5 separate regions of the Mus musculus genome follow, and regions 1, 2, 3 and 4 are each linked to region 5. A link is a contact called in public ChIA-PET, HiChIP or PLAC-seq and Micro-C data. All regions are on one chromosome and are shown on one strand. Each heading gives the region's core, a stretch centred on a gene start, on an enhancer-like site or on the middle of the called end of the contact. The rest is flanking DNA. Distances are from core to core; before and after follow the strand shown. Region 1 holds the start of Dipk1a (divergent protein kinase domain 1A). Region 2 holds the start of Mtf2 (metal response element binding transcription factor 2). Region 3 holds the start of Ephx4 (epoxide hydrolase 4). Region 4 holds the start of Tmed5 (transmembrane p24 trafficking protein 5). Region 5 holds the start of Gfi1 (growth factor independent 1 transcription repressor).

Region 1 (3,008 bases), core at 310-2,809, 260 kb after region 5:
TTTAAACATTTTTAAAAATTAATAATCTTAATATTAGCCCACTAGCAAGCTTACCCTAATTTCATCATTGATAACGATGCAAATTCAGAAAAGTAAGAAACACACTAAGTGTTTGTCATTAATGTAAGCATAACTATTTGTAAAACTAATTTTGTTTGCGTGGTGTCGGGGATTGAATCCAGAACTCTTAATTTCTAACCTTAACCACATCAGAAAACCTTTGTACAGTTATAGCGCCAAAGATTGCATTCACATCTGTGGAAAACATTTAAAGCCAAAACTAAAGCCTAAAGCTCTACCAACTCCAAAAATTAATAATAGAAAGCTAAGTAGTTTAAGTTCAAAGATTTTAAACATGCCCAAATACTTTAACCTGGAGGGGTGGAATGCTAGACTAGGTTCTAATACTGGTACTCAAGGCACAACTATTTCTGGTGGCGCTGCTACAAACATTCAGTTTTACACCCTTAAAACCATGAGTTGTCAAGTCAGTCTCTCAATCTGGGTTTCTCTCGTTTCGATGTAATGACTTACACTTGCAAATTTCAAATTAAAATATAAGATTTATTTGGACAGTAACGGTTTCTCCTCAACTTTTTCTTTTTTTTCCATACTCATAAGAAGCACACCAACAACTGACCTAAATACACGTCCCATGTCGTCAGGCCTTTTAATGTAAGCAGTGTCCTCTAGAGACATATAACAATACTGCCAATGTGTGAGGCATTGATTTGTAGTTGTTTTTCCATCCGAGCTATGGATTTGTGCTCAGCTACTCACGACGTCTACTAGGTCCCCCTGGTGACCAAACAGTGCACCAAAGCAGCAGGAGGGTTCTAAAGCCTACTGACAGCGGAACAGAAAATCATGAAAAATTAACACGGCAACAGTACACACGACGTGACTGTGAATTGCGTTCGCACTGCTGGCGGGCTGAGTGAAGAGCCGTACAACGGTCACCATCCCCTTTTTGCAAAAGCATCGCCTCGATCGAGCTTGCCTACTCCTCCCTCCCATTTAAACCAGAGATGTGATGAGAACACCAAACCCAGGGGATCTGCACGAGGCACAGCTACTGGCTGGGACTTGGGGAACCACTGGTATGACAATCGGTCACGATTCTGTGGAGCATGGAGGAATGACACACCACCCTTTCCTACCCCAGACACAGAGTCAGGAATGGCAGGTCGAGGGGGGGCCCTTGGGGAAAGCGGGAGAGCACGCAGAGGAGGGACCGCGGCGCGTCCGGGGCCGGGACTCAGAGGGGCTCAGGGCTGGGGCGGCGCCCGAGGAGCGGGACCAGGGCTGGGAGGGCGCGCCGCCAGGTGCCGGTCCGCAGGAGGCGGCGGGGCGCGCACGGAGGGAGGACGGGGCGCTGAGTCCCGCGTGGCGCGGAGCGGAGGGCGCGTGGCGGGGCCGCGGCCGGCCTACCTGGAGGTAATGGGGTTTCCTCAGCCAGGCCCCCGCGCAGAGACTCCTCGCCATGGCACTCACATCGCCCCGCCGCGCCGCAGTCGGAGGCGGACCCGAGCGCGGCCGCCCGCCGGCCTCCCCGCCCCTGCCCCGCCGGCCCGCCCACGGCCCGCCCCCGGCGCGCGCTCCCCGGGGCCGCGCTGCGGCGAGGGCGGCGGGTAGCGGAGGCCGGCTCCGCGCGCAGAACCCCACCCCCACCGCCAGCCGCGGCGGTCGTCAAGGCGCGGGCGCGGGGCTCCGCCATAAAGGGGAGTCGAGCCTCGCGTCCGCCGACACAAATCCGCCTGCGCCTCCGTGCTTAAAGGGGAGGCGCGGACGGGGGAGGGGTACGGCCGAGGCGGGTGCGAGCAGCACGGGGGTGCGCAAAACGTGGGCTCCGTGGAGCGCCCACTTCACTGTGAGGCTTGCGGCTTCACGCGCGGAGTCCCGCCGTCCGCGCTCTGGACCTGTGCGAGCGGATTGCACGGAAATTCTGTGGATGCTTAGAGCTGCATCCTAGGCGACCAACTAACTCATAGATCCTCTCCAGGGAAAGGAGGCTCTCCGGAGACGCGACCACCGCTATCTAGGGGAGGAAGGGACTCCTTCCCGCTCAGTTCTGCGTGGCCTTCCAGACACTTCGCCTCTTTGCGTACCTTAAATTTAATGCAATTTTTTTCTTTTATTTCTTTTTCTTTCTTTTTTACCATTTCGACTTTTTGAAGTTTGCATTGTTTGCAAAACAGCCTCAGAGTTTTCTTGCCTCTACCACAGAATCATGATTCACACGTTAAATACATAATTAAATAAATAAATGCCGGATAAATACAGTGAAGGCAGGAGACCTTCTAGGATATAGCAGAGCAGCTCAGTTAAGGCTATACACCTCAAGGCGTTGCTTTCTTCTGTTGACACTGATGGCCAAATAAGGGAGAAGGGGCCACCCTGGGAGGAGTACAGCTATTGATCTGAGTGACTTCAATGCAGGGAGATGCAGGTCCTACTTCATTTTTTTCCCTTGCTATGCCGTACTTTATGTTTCTAGTGCTTTCAGTTTCTGGAAACAGGTCTTTAACCTGGATAATATTTTGTTACTCGCAAAGAAGTGCATGAGCCACTGACTTTCACTTTTAATTAAATGACTTCAGTAATTTCTAAAGTAAAAGTAAATATGAGCTGGGCATGGTGACTCATGCCTGTAATTCCAGCACTTGGCCAACCGGAGCTACTTAAGACAAAGACAGACAAAGGGAGGGAAGGAAGAAGGAGGAAAGGACGGATCCTACCGGTTTCCTTTAGTTGTTTTTTTGTTTTTTGTTTTTTTAAAGATTTATTTATTACTTATTATATGTAAGTACACTGTAGCTGTCTTCAGACACTTCAGAAGAGGGAGTCAGATCTCGTTACGGATGGTTGTGAGCCACCATGTGGTTGCTCAGATTTGAACTCCGGACCTTCGGAAGAGCAGTCGGGTGCTCTTACCTGCTGAGCCATCTCACCAGCCCTTTTTTTTTTTTTTTTTAAGATTTTATTATTTATATGTGTATGTCTGCCAT
Region 2 (3,146 bases), core at 321-2,820, 340 kb after region 5:
GTGTGTGTGTGTGTGTGAGAGAGAGAGAGAGACAGAGACAAGAGAGTGTGTGTGTGTGTGTGTGTGTGTGTGAGAGAGAGAGAGACAGAGACAGAGAGACAGAGACAGAGAGAGAGAGTGTGTGTGTGTGTGTGAGAGAGAGAGAGAGACAGAGACAGAGAGAGTGTGTGTGTGTGAGAGAGACAGAGAGAGTGTGTGTGTGTGAGAGACAGAGAGAGACAGTGTGTGTGTGAGAGAGTCAGATACAGAGACACATGAGAGAGAGAGAGAGACAGAGAGAGAGAGAAAGAGGGAGAGACACAGATTGATATAATGTACTGAATAAAATATACTGTATAATACAAAGCTAGCCATGGTGGCTCAGGCCTTTTAATCCCAGTACTGAGGAGGCAGAGACAGGAAGATCTCTGTGAGCTTGAGGCAAGCCTGGTCTACACAATGAGTTCCAGGACAACCAGAGCTATATAATAGATAGACTCTGTCTTCAAAAAAGAAAAAAAAATGTAGTATAATATGAATATGCCTATTTGCCAGATTTTTCAGAACCTAGGTAAAGGGAACTCTTTTTTGTTTTGTTTTGTTTTGTTTTTCGAGACAGGGTTTCTCTGTATAGCCCTGGCTGTCCTGGAACTCACTCTGTAGACCAGGCTGGCCTTGAATTCAGAAATCTGCCTGCCTCTGCCTCTCAAGTGCTAGGATCAAAGGCGTGCGCCACCACCGCCCAGCTTAAAGGGAACTCTTGAAATATGAGTGAAAGGAATTTAGATCATAAGAGGTATTTCTTCAGAGAGAAAATTCAGTACTGCCTCTGTGACATAATCTGTGATAAAAAGTATATGACTCTGAAAATATTTTCACAAAATAGAAACGTATTACAGGTGTTTCTATAAGTGCTGGGTTGCATTCAAATATAAGTCAAAGATATAAGCATGCATTCCATTTATCAGCTGGGCCTCATATAAAAGCCTGCAATAGTATGAAAGTTGTGTGTTCCTTCAATCAACTGCTTTGCAGGAGGGTATGCTCAAATTTCACTACAATTAGGAAAGGTCACAAAGCAGGTAAACAGGGAAAAAAAAATCTCGTTCATCGTCAGAGGAAAAAAAAGTGAAAATCTCCCATTACAGATTCCAGATAAGTTTGGATTTGGATAGTATTCATTGAACGAAATTTGCCATCCAGGGTCTCCTCCCCACTTAAGGGGATTATAACAGCAGGCCTCTAGGTGAAGGTAAAAGAAAAGTATTTTTTCCAGTTAATAATTTCCTTTCTTCAGAAAGGAAATCACCCCATCAAGATGTACTGAGCAATATCCTATTTCTGAGGGCATTAAAAAAGACCGCACGAAAGACTGGACACGATCTCTCTTTTTAAAAGACCTAGTAAGGCAAGCATCAGCGTCGGGAAGCGCTGCGCTCACTATTGTGTCTGCACCGGCAGCAAGAGGACTTAATTCCACCGCGACGTTAAAGAGTCCCTCTTTGTTCAGCGCTGGTCCGGGACGCAGGGCGCGGTGTTCCTCCGCGCTCGCCGCGCAGGCCCCGCCCCTCTGCGGCTCTGGAGAGCTGCCATTCGGCCCCGGAGTAGCTCCGCGCTCCCAGAATGCACCGCTAGTCCGCGGGAAACCAAAATGGCGAAGGGCTGTTGCGAAGTGGTCTGTGTTTGAGGCCGGTGTGAGCACGCACATTCTCCTTCCTAACCCTCGTCCCCAAGGAACTCGGTGTGTGTGTGCGTGTGCGCAGGGCTCCCGCTGGGGCGGGTGCCCAGGGAGTGCCCGGACTCGCGGGGGAGCGCCCACGGGAACGAGATTGCTTCTATTTTCCTGTATGAAGCGGTTGGCACCACTTAAGTGACCGAATGAGGTGAGAGACCTTGGCCTGGGAACCGACTCTTTGGGAGGAGGTTGGGATGAGGAGAGACGAAAGAAAGGAAGCAAAAGAAAGGGGAAAGATGGAGGCTCCGCTTTGGGCAAGGGAGTCCTGTGTGGGGGTGTTTTTGCATTGATGCATATGTTGAAAGAATGGATCGGGAGGGGTAGTCAGTGAGATGTTGGTAAAAATAGGGACTGGGGGAAGGAGCGGGGCGCCCCGCTCGGGAGTCAGTTGGTGGAATTAGATAAAACGTTGAGACAGGGAAGCTGTGTTTGGAGGGCAGGAAGGAACCTGGGGGCGGGAGACGGTTGGAGGGGCAGGATGAACCTGGTGATGAGGGGGTGGGGAACCGAGGGGAGGAGCCGTCAGAATGCGGGGAGCCTAGTAGAGGGGCTGACTGGCACTTTAAGGGGTGCTAAGGAAAGTAGCAGTTTGGAACCAGAGGGTGCTGGAATTGTGTGGAATTGTGGTAGGGGAATCTAGTGGTGGGCTAGATAGCTAGCGTACGAGGATGAGGAAAATACCCTGGAAAGCAAGCCCTGGAAGCTTAAAGAGAAGAAGTGATAGGTGAATTGATACGGGGAAGAGATAGCTTTTATTTGGAGGCATTTCTTCCGTTCAATTAAAATTTCTTGCCCTGATAATTTGTATTCATCATTACAACTTAGTTACTTACGGCACTAAGGGGTTTAACCAAAATTTTCCAGGATTTCTTAACACATTTCCATAGTGCCAGAACTCTTAACTGTGATTTACAATCTGCAGTCCTTGGTGGTTAATTTTTTCTTTGGCAGAGATGGATTTATTGAGTGGTACGAGAGATTGTGAACAATAGGAAAAGGGGTATGGAATGCTGTTTTATTCTTTAAAACCTTTAACTTTGGTTGAAGATATTACCATGCAACAGTAGTTAGAATTTGAAAACCCAGACAAGCCTGTAATTGACATAGAAAAGTACCTCATGAGATCAAAGTAGAGCTAGAAATATGTTAGTGGTTGGTTGACTCCGTTTTCTCTAGCAGCAAGTACTTTCTCCTTCAAATAGATTCCATGTAATCTTCATAGGAACTTCTGCAGACTGTTTTCAGCCTTTATGTTTTAATTTTTCTTTTGGGAATTTCTTTTTTGGGAGAGAATTGTGGGTAAAAAAACTGATTCTTTTTAGGATGCTGGATAATACTTTAAATGTTTATTTTTTTATTTAATGTATATAAGCACACTATTGCTGTCTTCAGACACATCAGAAGAGGGCATCAGATCCCATTACAGATGGTT
Region 3 (3,081 bases), core at 290-2,789, 320 kb before region 5:
TTTGCATAAGAATTTCATAAATTTATTATTTTTAATAGCTGAGTAGTATTGCTATACACATACATATGTATGTATAAGTATACACAAATATATAAATAAAGCCTGTAAAAGCAACCCCCCCCCACAAAAAAAACAACCCAAAGAACAAAAGCATTTGTGGATATAGCCCAGAGCTAGTGAATGCAGGCCCACCACCCCTGCTTCCATGGGGGTGGGGCAGGGATCAACACCAAGCAGAAGATTTGTATAGACACTTTGTCGAGAAAAGTATAGCTGAGTGACATGTGATCACACAGAAGATGCCTGGTACTATTCGCCATTAGGAAATAAATGTAGGCTTTATTCTTTTTATTCATTATTTAACAGTAATTAACAGTAATAACGCGGTAGCCTTTGTGGCATATTCAGACATATGTGTCATTAAACTTTGTTCTAAAACATTCACTTCCCCAGCTGCCCTCCCCCATGCTCTGCCCTCAGGCAGCTCCTTCCTTCCGGAAGATAGTGCCTCTTATTGAGAATCAAGGGTTCACTCTGCACCTCTGGAACAAATGAAATTAAGAGTTCAGTACACAGTGCTTTAAAGAATGGGACCCAGGCTCTAAGCAACACCTCTAGCACCGAGCAGTCATTCTGGAAGCCAGTTTGATTCTGTCGCAGAAAGCCAAAGGTACACTTACCCACCTTATCCCACTGTCTCATTTCTAGGTGAAATAGGAAAAAAAAAACGTTCACACAGAAACATTTTATGTAGATACACTTATAACAGCCCTAAGCTATTCAGATGGAAGGAATGAGTAGAGATGGCTCACCAGTTAAGAGTACTGGCTGCTTTTTCAGAGGACCTGAGTTCAGTTCCGGAGGTGAGGGGTGCACAGTCACCTGTAACTGCATCTCTAGAAGGACGGACGGACGGACGGACGGACACACACACACACACACACACACACAAGGGAGGTCAGGGAAGAGAAGGGAAACAGGAACGTAAAGGAAGACTAAGAAGAATGAATGTTTCTTAACGGGGCGGGGTGGGGGTAGGGCTGATAAACTATTGTAGAGTTACACCAATGGGGGCGGGAGGAGGGAGGGGGAGGGGAACATTAAGAAGAGAGGGAGGAGGGAGGAGTCCTTGCTAAGGGTAGGGACAAGCTAATTGATTGCTTGTGCCTTGGTGTAAAGTGCCTTTTTGCTTTTTCTGGCTGGGGTGTTTGGTAACTTTGAACTCAGTTAAGAAACAGTTAATATCTGTAAGAGATTGTGTTAGGGATGCCCACCTGAAGAAATAATTACCACAGTTCAGTACAAAAGTCCCTCCCGCCCTCCGCGATTCTCACATCCGGGAAAAGGTCTGCGGCTTCTGGGACCGGGGCGCTGGGACCTGTTCAGAGCCCGGAGCTTCGACAGGACCTGGGGATGGCGTTCGGCGTCGCCTTCATGTCGCTCGGCTCTAGCGACGTGGCACGGGAGGACAGCCCGGGCCTCGCCCTGCGCGGTCCCCGAGGCCCGGGCGCGCGGCGTGTGCGGGGCGAGCGGGCGGGCGCGGGAGGGACGCCGCAGCTCGGCTCCCGCAGGCGCCCATGGCCCCGCCGCGCCCGCCCCGCCTGCTGCCCGCGCTGCGCGCCCTGCTCTACTGGTCCCTGGTGTACGGCTACTGCGGGCTGTGCGCCTCCGTCCACCTGCTCAAACTTTTGTGGAGCATCGGTAGGGCGCCGGCGCAGACCTTCCGCCGGGCGGCCCGGGCCAACCCTCCGGCGTGCCTGAACGACCCCTCCTTAGGGACTCACTGCTACGTGCGCATCAAGGTGAAGGCCGACGCGGGCCTGGAGACAGGGGAGGGAGAGGGACGCGGGTGGGGAGCCCTGGAAGCCGCGGTGCCTAGGGCGCCGGGCCGATTGTTCCTAGATGCGTCCCGATGGCTGCGGGCACCCGGAGGACCCCAGGGGGAGGCAGGAGGGACCTGGCCAGGGGCTGTTCCGCGGGTCAGTATCATGGCTTTCCACTCTCTCCTTAACCTATGTGTGTGTGTGGAGGGGGGGAGGTGCGTGTTTCAGAACGTGAAATTTCTCTAACTGGATCCTCCTCCTGCTGAAGCAACTCAGAATAATTCTGCTCCCTCTCCTACTGCAAGGAGAAGCTATCTCCTGTTACCTTTTTTGCCTTTTAGGGCTCAGATCAGTTGCAGGATAATGCTCCTGGCGGTGCCCTGCTGTCCAGATTTTGAGATGGAGGGAGTGGACAGTTCTTTGGAAAGTCATTTCTAATCTCAGATGACCTAGGCAGCACTAAAGGATAAGAAATGGTTTGTGTTTGTGAGGAAGGAAGTAGGTGCAAAAAGTCAAAAATAGGAGAGAATGGAATACAAAGTAGGTACCCACTTCTTAATAAAGCTCCATTCTCTGTGCTTAAATAAAAGTGTCAACCGTGCCAACAGATTTTCATTGTCCGTCCTCGTCCAAGCTTCTGTCACAGCCCACAGACGGTCTATTTCCTGATGCCAGGTGGTGGAGTGATACAGTCTCTGTGATACGACCTACAGTCTGACTCACAAGCCTTTCAAAGGCAACATACAAGGAGATATTTGTGTTACTGAGTCCTGCCTGACGTTTAATCAGCAGCTAAACTCCCCAGCAACTGGGATTCAGAAAGGCAAAAGGAGCCTGAAACTGATGTGAGAATTAAGTATGTTCATGTTTCGAGAAGAAGGAGAGGAGGAGGAGGAGGAGGAGGAGGAAGAGAACCACAAAGAAAAAGAGAAGAAAACATAGGCCAACGGACCTATAACTTAGTATAATTTATAATTCATCATTATAATTATCAACCTGGCATATACCCAGTGCGATAAAATCTTTATTAAATCCAATCTGGTGGCCCTGGCATTTTATTCTTCCAAGACTCACCACCACTAAAATAATTTTTAAAAGATAACAGCCAAGTCACATTTGTTAATTCTGTCCAACTTAAGGATGAAACACAGCTTATGACTCTTCCTGGATTCCTCAGAATTACTCTCTTTTCCCCTCAAAAGCAGAAGGAAGAAATAGTGGTGACTCTAGTCACCTGTATACTTCATTCCTCTTAACT
Region 4 (2,846 bases), core at 124-2,623, 410 kb after region 5:
AACAATTCCTTGCATACATTAATTGTTCAGTAAATGCTAAACTTTTGTTCACAAGTGGAAATCAAGAAATATTAAGCTGTAACCTTAGTTGTGCTGAGATTTTTGTATATTATGACTTTAGATACTTCCTGTAATTACTGTAAACATCTATAAATAATCCCAAAGGCTCCACATATAAAAGTTTTACATAAGAATTAAAAAAAGATTTAATAATAAGCGTATTCTGCTGATACTAAAAAGAAAACAATGACACGGGAAGAAAGCTGACAAAGTTCAATGGAAGAAAGGTCATACACTATTATCTTATTTGATTTCAAAGTGATGGATGTACACCCGGGATGACAATGTACCACTAAATACAGCAACAGTCCATTTCAACACATTTCAAAATCTGACTTAGAGATCTTCGCATGGACACAATTCAATACTCCCAAGACTGGGTTTCACTATGCAGCCTTGACTGTTCAGAGATCCACTTGCCTCTGCCACGGGAATGCTGGGGTTAGAGGCGTGTGCCACCACTGCCCAGCCACAATTCAAAACATCGTGCCGATTTTATAATATCGGGATTTGGTGAAAGTGGTGAGAGTGAGTCAAACAAGTGTTATCACTTCGTCCAATAATAAAGAAGAACGTGTATCAACCCCTTACAGCGAACTTCTCAGAACTGTAGGGTATGTAAACTAGCTTGAAATGGCTTGGGGGAATTAAGAAACAAAGAGTAACGCCATTGACGTCACCAGTGCTGGCCTCTTTCCGACCAGAGGAAAGGGAAGAGAGAGGGTAGGTGTCAATTTTAGGACTGGCCAAACTTGTGAGTTCCAGGCTCCCAGGAGCCCCGCTTAAGTACGCCTGCGCCAAGCAGGCCAGTTTCCCAGGAGACCCTCCTCGGATTCACCTCGGTCGCTGTCCCACCTTTTCCAAGTAGGTGAGAGGCGACCATGTGGTGCGGCCCGGCCCAAGGAAGGCTAGCCCACTTCCGCACTTACTTGGTATTCGATCTCCAACGATGCCTTCAGGGGCATGGGCTGGTAGAAACACTCCTTCCGGCCGGCCGGCAGCGTGAAGGTAAAATCACTGTCCAAAGAGGGTGTGAAGCCGGCCGCCCCGCGCAGCAACGCTGCGGGCAGAGCGGACAGGAGCAGCACGGGGAATGGCAGCCACATCCTGCCGCCCATCCCTGTCGATCTCTGCCTGGACGCGTGTAGGGAGGTGCGGGATACTGGTGTCTCCGATTTGAAATCCCGATCTGAGGGAACTTCAGGCAGCGGCGAGCCTCACTCTCTTGGAAGGTGGAAGCACTGCCTTCCACTGGGCCGGGCGAGGGCGGGGCCAGCGTCCCCTTTCGGCTGCCTTCTGGGTTTCGCATCCTTCCTTCACACCAGACTTGTCGGTTTCGGCTTCCCTCACACACGCCAATCAACGTTGGCGGGGGTAACGACGGGAAATGTAGTCCGAGGTGACCACGGCACGCCGCTCATCCGCGCTTCCAGACTCATTTCCCGGCATGCCCTGCGCCCCGCTCCCGTTCGCAGAGCCCCGCGTGGTGGGCGGGGTCGGGGCCCGGGAGGCGGGTCCCAACGGCTGCCGCGGCGGTTCGAACTCGGCGCCTCGGAGGTTCGCTGGTTCTCCTCATCGAGAGTCAGAGGCTTCCATGTCGTGGGCTGCGAGAGTGTCCCAGGCTTCCGAGCGCAGAGGAGGCTCGCGGTGCGCCGTGGTCTGGGGACGCTAACCCCGCCTGCGATCTGGGTGGTGAGCAAACGCCTCCTGGCTGGAAAAGGGCTTTCCCGAGGGGTTTGTTTTCTCTTGGGACAGTCGACCTGCGCCTGGCCTGCTTGTGAGGCGTTTTCTTTTATTTGAGGCAGAATCGGAAAGGAGGCTGCCAGACTTTGCTCTACTCCCTACAGGCAGATGGAGGACCTCTTTCTTGAAATAAAATACTGTATAAAACCATGTACTCTTTCTCAAGCGGAAAGTCCTGTCACAGGATTTTATAGAGTGTAAAGTGCTTGTCCTTCGCTCGATGAGTGTGCGTGTGTGAGAACTCATTTTTCACTAGACTTGAAGATACGGTTGTCAGGGCCGCCCTATAGGTAAGATGATAAGCCTTTCTACGTACACATACTACAGGTAAACGTAGGAAAATGAGGATGTTTAAATACCAGACGTATCCAATTCTGAACGGCTAGAAAATTCTTACGTGAAAATGCACAAGTTGCTGAACGTAAAAGCCTGACTTAAATGGTGTCCTACAGTACTGATCAGCATTTTCTAGTCTCAAGTTTCTTCTTTTCTCTCCTCCATTATTCTGTACGAAGCTAGAGATGTTGCATAGATGTGAAGTAGCATGGATTCCTGAGCCACTGACTGGGGAAGTCTTCCAGCTTATGCAGAAGCAAATTTGTTAAAAAGAAAACCAGAAACAGGGTAGAAAAGGGTAGAAACATTTACATCTACAAAATATCTCGTTTAATTTTAGGCCTCAACTTTTTCCAATAAGGTGCGAGGTGTTTTTTTGTTTTTGTTTTTTTTTCCAATCCACCCTACTCCTGAGAAATTTTGCGTGGGAAATTAATGTACCAGGACCGTTTTTACCTGAGTGAGGGAGGGAGAAGGCAGTTTATTCATTTATCCGTTCAAAATAATTGAGTTTTCCTAAGTGCATTACACTCTTGAACATAATAGGTGGGAATTAATAATATCTGTAACCCAAATTTTAAGAAAGGCAATGAAAGAGGTGCTACAGTGAAAAAAAAATTAAATGGAATATGAGAGAGAAGTGAAATTGTAAGATTATGCAGAAAGTTCTATAGTAGGAGTGGAAATTCTAAAACTTTTTAGTTTTT
Region 5 (3,148 bases), core at 415-2,914:
CCCCACCCCACCCCCATCAACTCTAGTCAATTGCTCCCTGGAAATGAGCCCGAGCATGCTGGTGCCCCTGCCTGGGCCCTCTTAGCAGAAGGGGAGAAAATGAAACTTTTGAAGACAGAGCCAGCGAGCTGAGATTTTCAGCAGCAGCCTTGCACTCCAGTGTGGTGCCCAGCTCTGTACCGCTCAGACTGCCCAGGTCTCTTGTTTGAAGTATTCAGGTCTGGGTCCTGGATTCTGGGATCTGACAATTTCTAAACAATGAATTCTGGACATAAAAGAAATGCCAGCCAGAGAAGGACCAGTTCGTTTGACCTCGCCTGTTAGTTCCAGGCAAACGAATTAAGGGCCAGCCTGGAGCTAAGGGACTTAGAAGGAGGCAGAGGACACTTTGGGCAAGGTGTCCAGCACAAAAGCTGGATGCCTCCCCTGAACCCTGTTCCCTTAGGAGCCAGATCCCTAGGCCGACCCTCTGCATCCCTTGTGCGGGCTTCCCTCCGTGCTGCGACTCCAGAACTCTGCCACAAGACCTCGAATCAAGGCTTACCTGGAGACACGGAGGGAGAAGGGGGCCTCCAAAAGTCCTCGAACTCGGAGCAGGGGTCACAAACGCTGCCTTCGCAGCTGTTGGGGGACGCGGAGGCCCTGTCGGGAGCCTCGGTAAGCTGAGAGTCGGGGGACAAACGCTCTCGGGGCTCCATTTTCGACTCGCCTGCACTCACAGCGCCGCCCTCTGCGGAAAAGATTCAGGAGAGAAATAAACCTAAACCTGGCCGAACTGAAGTGGTTCCACCGTGGCGCCCGTGTCCTCCTCTGTCCACTCTGACCCAACCGGGAGCCCTCCCTCCCGAATTCAAGAGCCGACTGCGAGCGCCAGGGGCATCTCTGGCAAGCTCAGCAAATCTGAGCACCGGGAAACAAAAACAAAAACAAAAAAGCACCCGAGGGGCGTTAGGATAGCCTCCCCCGATTCCTAGGAAACGAGGTGGCTTGGAGCAGAGTCGGTGTCCTCGGCAGCTGCCCTACCCGGCCTCTGCGCGCTTCGCACCTGCTCTGCCCGGCGCAGGCACGGTCTCCAGGCGCAGGGAGTAGTCCGGCCCCGGAGAACGCGGCTGGTGATAGCTGTGCGCCTTCTTGCTCTTGACCAGGAATGAGCGCGGCATGGTGGTCAGCCGCTGGACGAATGTTTGGACCCTCGGATACTCTGAGTTCTGAGAGAAGGGGGAAAATTGGGTGGAAACGAGGGTCAGCACCGATGGCGGTTGTGGTAGGTTCCCAGGCCAAGGAAGAGTGTGGGCCAGGGAGGAGAGAGGGAAGCCGCGGGAGGAGGGGCCTGGACCCAGGCGCCACGCTCACCAGGTGGCACTCGGACAGGTGGCACGAATCCCGGCCTCCGCCGCCACTGCAACAGCTCAGTGGTAAAACCTGTCCCCAGGCTCTGGCTCTGGTCCCTTTGCTCTGCCCTGCCCACGCCTCAGCCCCTCCCCTTCCCTACCAAAGCTAGATCATCACTCTCCTGAGAGCAGTAGTCCACAACTGGTCCGTTATCCCAAGTCAACCCTGCAAGCCCACCTGCTCCCTTCTGGGTTGTGGCTCACGCCAGGGATGCGTGGCTTAGTTTAGCCAGTCAGGGGGCATCAGTGTTTGGGACCCGGAAGGGGCTTGGAGCCAAAACCTCCAGGAGCCCCGCGACGAACAGAAGCGAAAGAGGGGCGTACTAGGGACTGGTTTGCCTAGGGACTATGTGCTGCAGTGGCTGGAGCAGAAGTCAGGAAGCCAGAGGCACAGGAAAGTGAGGTGGGAGTGGCAAAGGACCAACACTTGTCCCAGGAGAAACGCCCACTGGAATAGTGGTGTGGCACCGGCCAGGACGGCGACCACTGAGAAACATTCCAGACCTGTAGGCCTTGCTTCAGAAACTAAGTCCCAGAAAGAATTATTTTCTGATCTGCTCACCAAAAATCTTGTCCTAGGGAAGTTGAGTTTAAACTGCGTGCTTACTGGCAAACACGCGGTGCCCAAATTTAATGAGTGCCAACGACTTCGCGGGCCAGCAAGATGAAACCGGAGCGCGCACGAGTGAGCAGTGGCCAGAAGGCCTGGCCAGGAGGCCAGGGTCCCTGAGCATGACCGAGAGCTGGCGTCGCTCTCTTTAACCCCCAATCAGTTCACCTAATCTCGGGTCGAAACCTGAGCCCTGCAGGAGGCGGGGCTGAGACTGCGTCCCAGCTCCTGGCCCGCTCCGGGGGCGACCCTAGGGAGGCCTAGGGTGAAACGAATCCGCCTGCCTCCAAGGTCCAAGGCAATAGAGGCTGAACGGCGGCGGCGGGCTCAAAGACTGGGGCACAGGCCGGCGCACGCCCCGGGTCTTTGGGCTTCGTGCAGTTCAGACTGAGGAACCCGAGCCTCTTCGCCACCCCCCCCCAGGAGCGCGTACAGAACACACCCTGTTGTACCCACTTAAAAGGAGCCCAAGGACTCCTGCTTCAGATTCCCAGTCATAATGTATAGTCACACGCCTTGGTCGGGTTTGGCTCCCAGAACCCAGGCTCCGGCGCTTTAATTTTCCCGCACTCCCTGTCTGTACAGCCAGACGCTCCAACCAGAGGACAATTCTTAAAGCAAGCATGAAGAGCAAGAAAACAGGGCAAGAGTTCTGGAGGCCTCGATGAGGTTCGGTCCTGCGATAGCCAAGAACGGGACCCGTGGGAAGCAGGGCTGTCTGGTCCCGCGCTGGGTCTGCGCGTCAGCACCACGCGGGACAGGGTAGACACAGAGGTGGCGTCCTCGCCCAGGCCACAAACCTACGCTTCGGAGGGCTTTGCTGGGTTCCGGGTAGGAGGGGTAAGGGGATGGCAAGGAGGCCCAGCGCGTGGGAAGGCAACCTCGTGCTGCAGCTGGCGTCCAGGGGGCGGGGCGGCACGCTCCTGGCACAGCGGCCCGCCAGGCTTCCCCTGGTCATCTGAGGCTGGAAATTCGGGAGCTGAAGGCAAGGCGCTCAGAAGGAGGCCTCCAGAAGCCCGCTGCCGCCACATGCCCACCAGATGTTTTCTTCCTGCGTGGATCCCACTCTGCTATCTAACCGCTAAACTGTGTGCCCCTCTATTCCAGATCTTTCGCTCCACCGCTTGGGTGGCTCCAGAACCCAGCA

Evidence for each region. A called contact is a pair of places that touch in the nucleus more often than the background predicts. ChIA-PET counts read pairs in DNA pulled down with a chosen protein or histone mark. HiChIP or PLAC-seq counts read pairs in DNA pulled down with a chosen protein or histone mark.
Region 1: a contact with region 5 is called in an HNF4G HiChIP or PLAC-seq map of pancreatic cancer cells. The contact joins the promoter of Dipk1a here to the promoter of Gfi1 in region 5. A contact is called at or near these places in 2 of 484 Hi-C or Micro-C datasets (both in embryonic stem cells), 4 of 115 datasets of contacts at active chromatin or transcription factors (embryonic stem cells, large pre-B cells, memory CD8 T cells and 1 more) and 1 of 9 other capture datasets (liver).
Region 2: an RNA polymerase II ChIA-PET map of memory CD8 T cells shows a contact between it and region 5, with 44 read pairs. The contact joins the promoter of Mtf2 here to the promoter of Gfi1 in region 5. A contact is called at or near these places in 1 of 39 promoter capture datasets (neural stem cells), 2 of 115 datasets of contacts at active chromatin or transcription factors (the SCID.adh cell line and memory CD8 T cells) and 1 of 9 other capture datasets (pancreatic islet).
Region 3: a Micro-C map of embryonic stem cells shows a contact between it and region 5, with 2.6 times the contacts expected there. The contact joins the promoter of Ephx4 here to the promoter of Gfi1 in region 5. A contact is called at or near these places in 3 of 484 Hi-C or Micro-C datasets (all in embryonic stem cells) and 1 of 115 datasets of contacts at active chromatin or transcription factors (memory CD8 T cells).
Region 4: a contact with region 5 is called in an H3K4me3 HiChIP or PLAC-seq map of the SCID.adh cell line, with 14 read pairs. The contact joins the promoter of Tmed5 here to the promoter of Gfi1 in region 5. A contact is called at or near these places in 3 of 115 datasets of contacts at active chromatin or transcription factors (the SCID.adh cell line, memory CD8 T cells and pancreatic cancer cells).

The regions. Positions count from the first base shown.
Region 1 is chr5:107,985,518-107,988,525 of GRCm38.p6, forward strand. It overlaps Dipk1a (divergent protein kinase domain 1A), which reads right to left and starts at 1,560. Exons shown (of 5, transcript NM_026062.4): 1 at 1,432-1,560. The coding sequence starts at 1,485.
Region 2 is chr5:108,064,104-108,067,249 of GRCm38.p6, forward strand. It overlaps Mtf2 (metal response element binding transcription factor 2), which reads left to right and starts at 1,571. Exons shown (of 15, transcript NM_013827.3): 1 at 1,571-1,862. The coding sequence starts at 1,858.
Region 3 is chr5:107,401,974-107,405,054 of GRCm38.p6, forward strand. It overlaps Ephx4 (epoxide hydrolase 4), which reads left to right and starts at 1,540. Exons shown (of 7, transcript NM_001001804.2): 1 at 1,540-1,802. The coding sequence starts at 1,578. All of the region lies in intron 3 of Gm17202 (a long non-coding RNA gene), which reads right to left.
Region 4 is chr5:108,131,247-108,134,092 of GRCm38.p6, forward strand. Tmed5 (transmembrane p24 trafficking protein 5) reads right to left here and starts at 1,374. Exons shown (of 4, transcript NM_028876.3): 1 at 990-1,374. The coding sequence starts at 1,178. It overlaps Ccdc18 (coiled-coil domain containing 18), which reads left to right and starts at 1,668. Exons shown (of 29, transcript NM_028481.1): 1 at 1,668-1,752.
Region 5 is chr5:107,722,679-107,725,826 of GRCm38.p6, forward strand. Gfi1 (growth factor independent 1 transcription repressor) reads right to left here and starts at 1,665. Exons shown (of 6, transcript NM_010278.2): 1 at 1,046-1,665; 2 at 545-730. The coding sequence starts at 1,160. RefSeq lists promoters at 1,296-1,684, 3,081-3,148.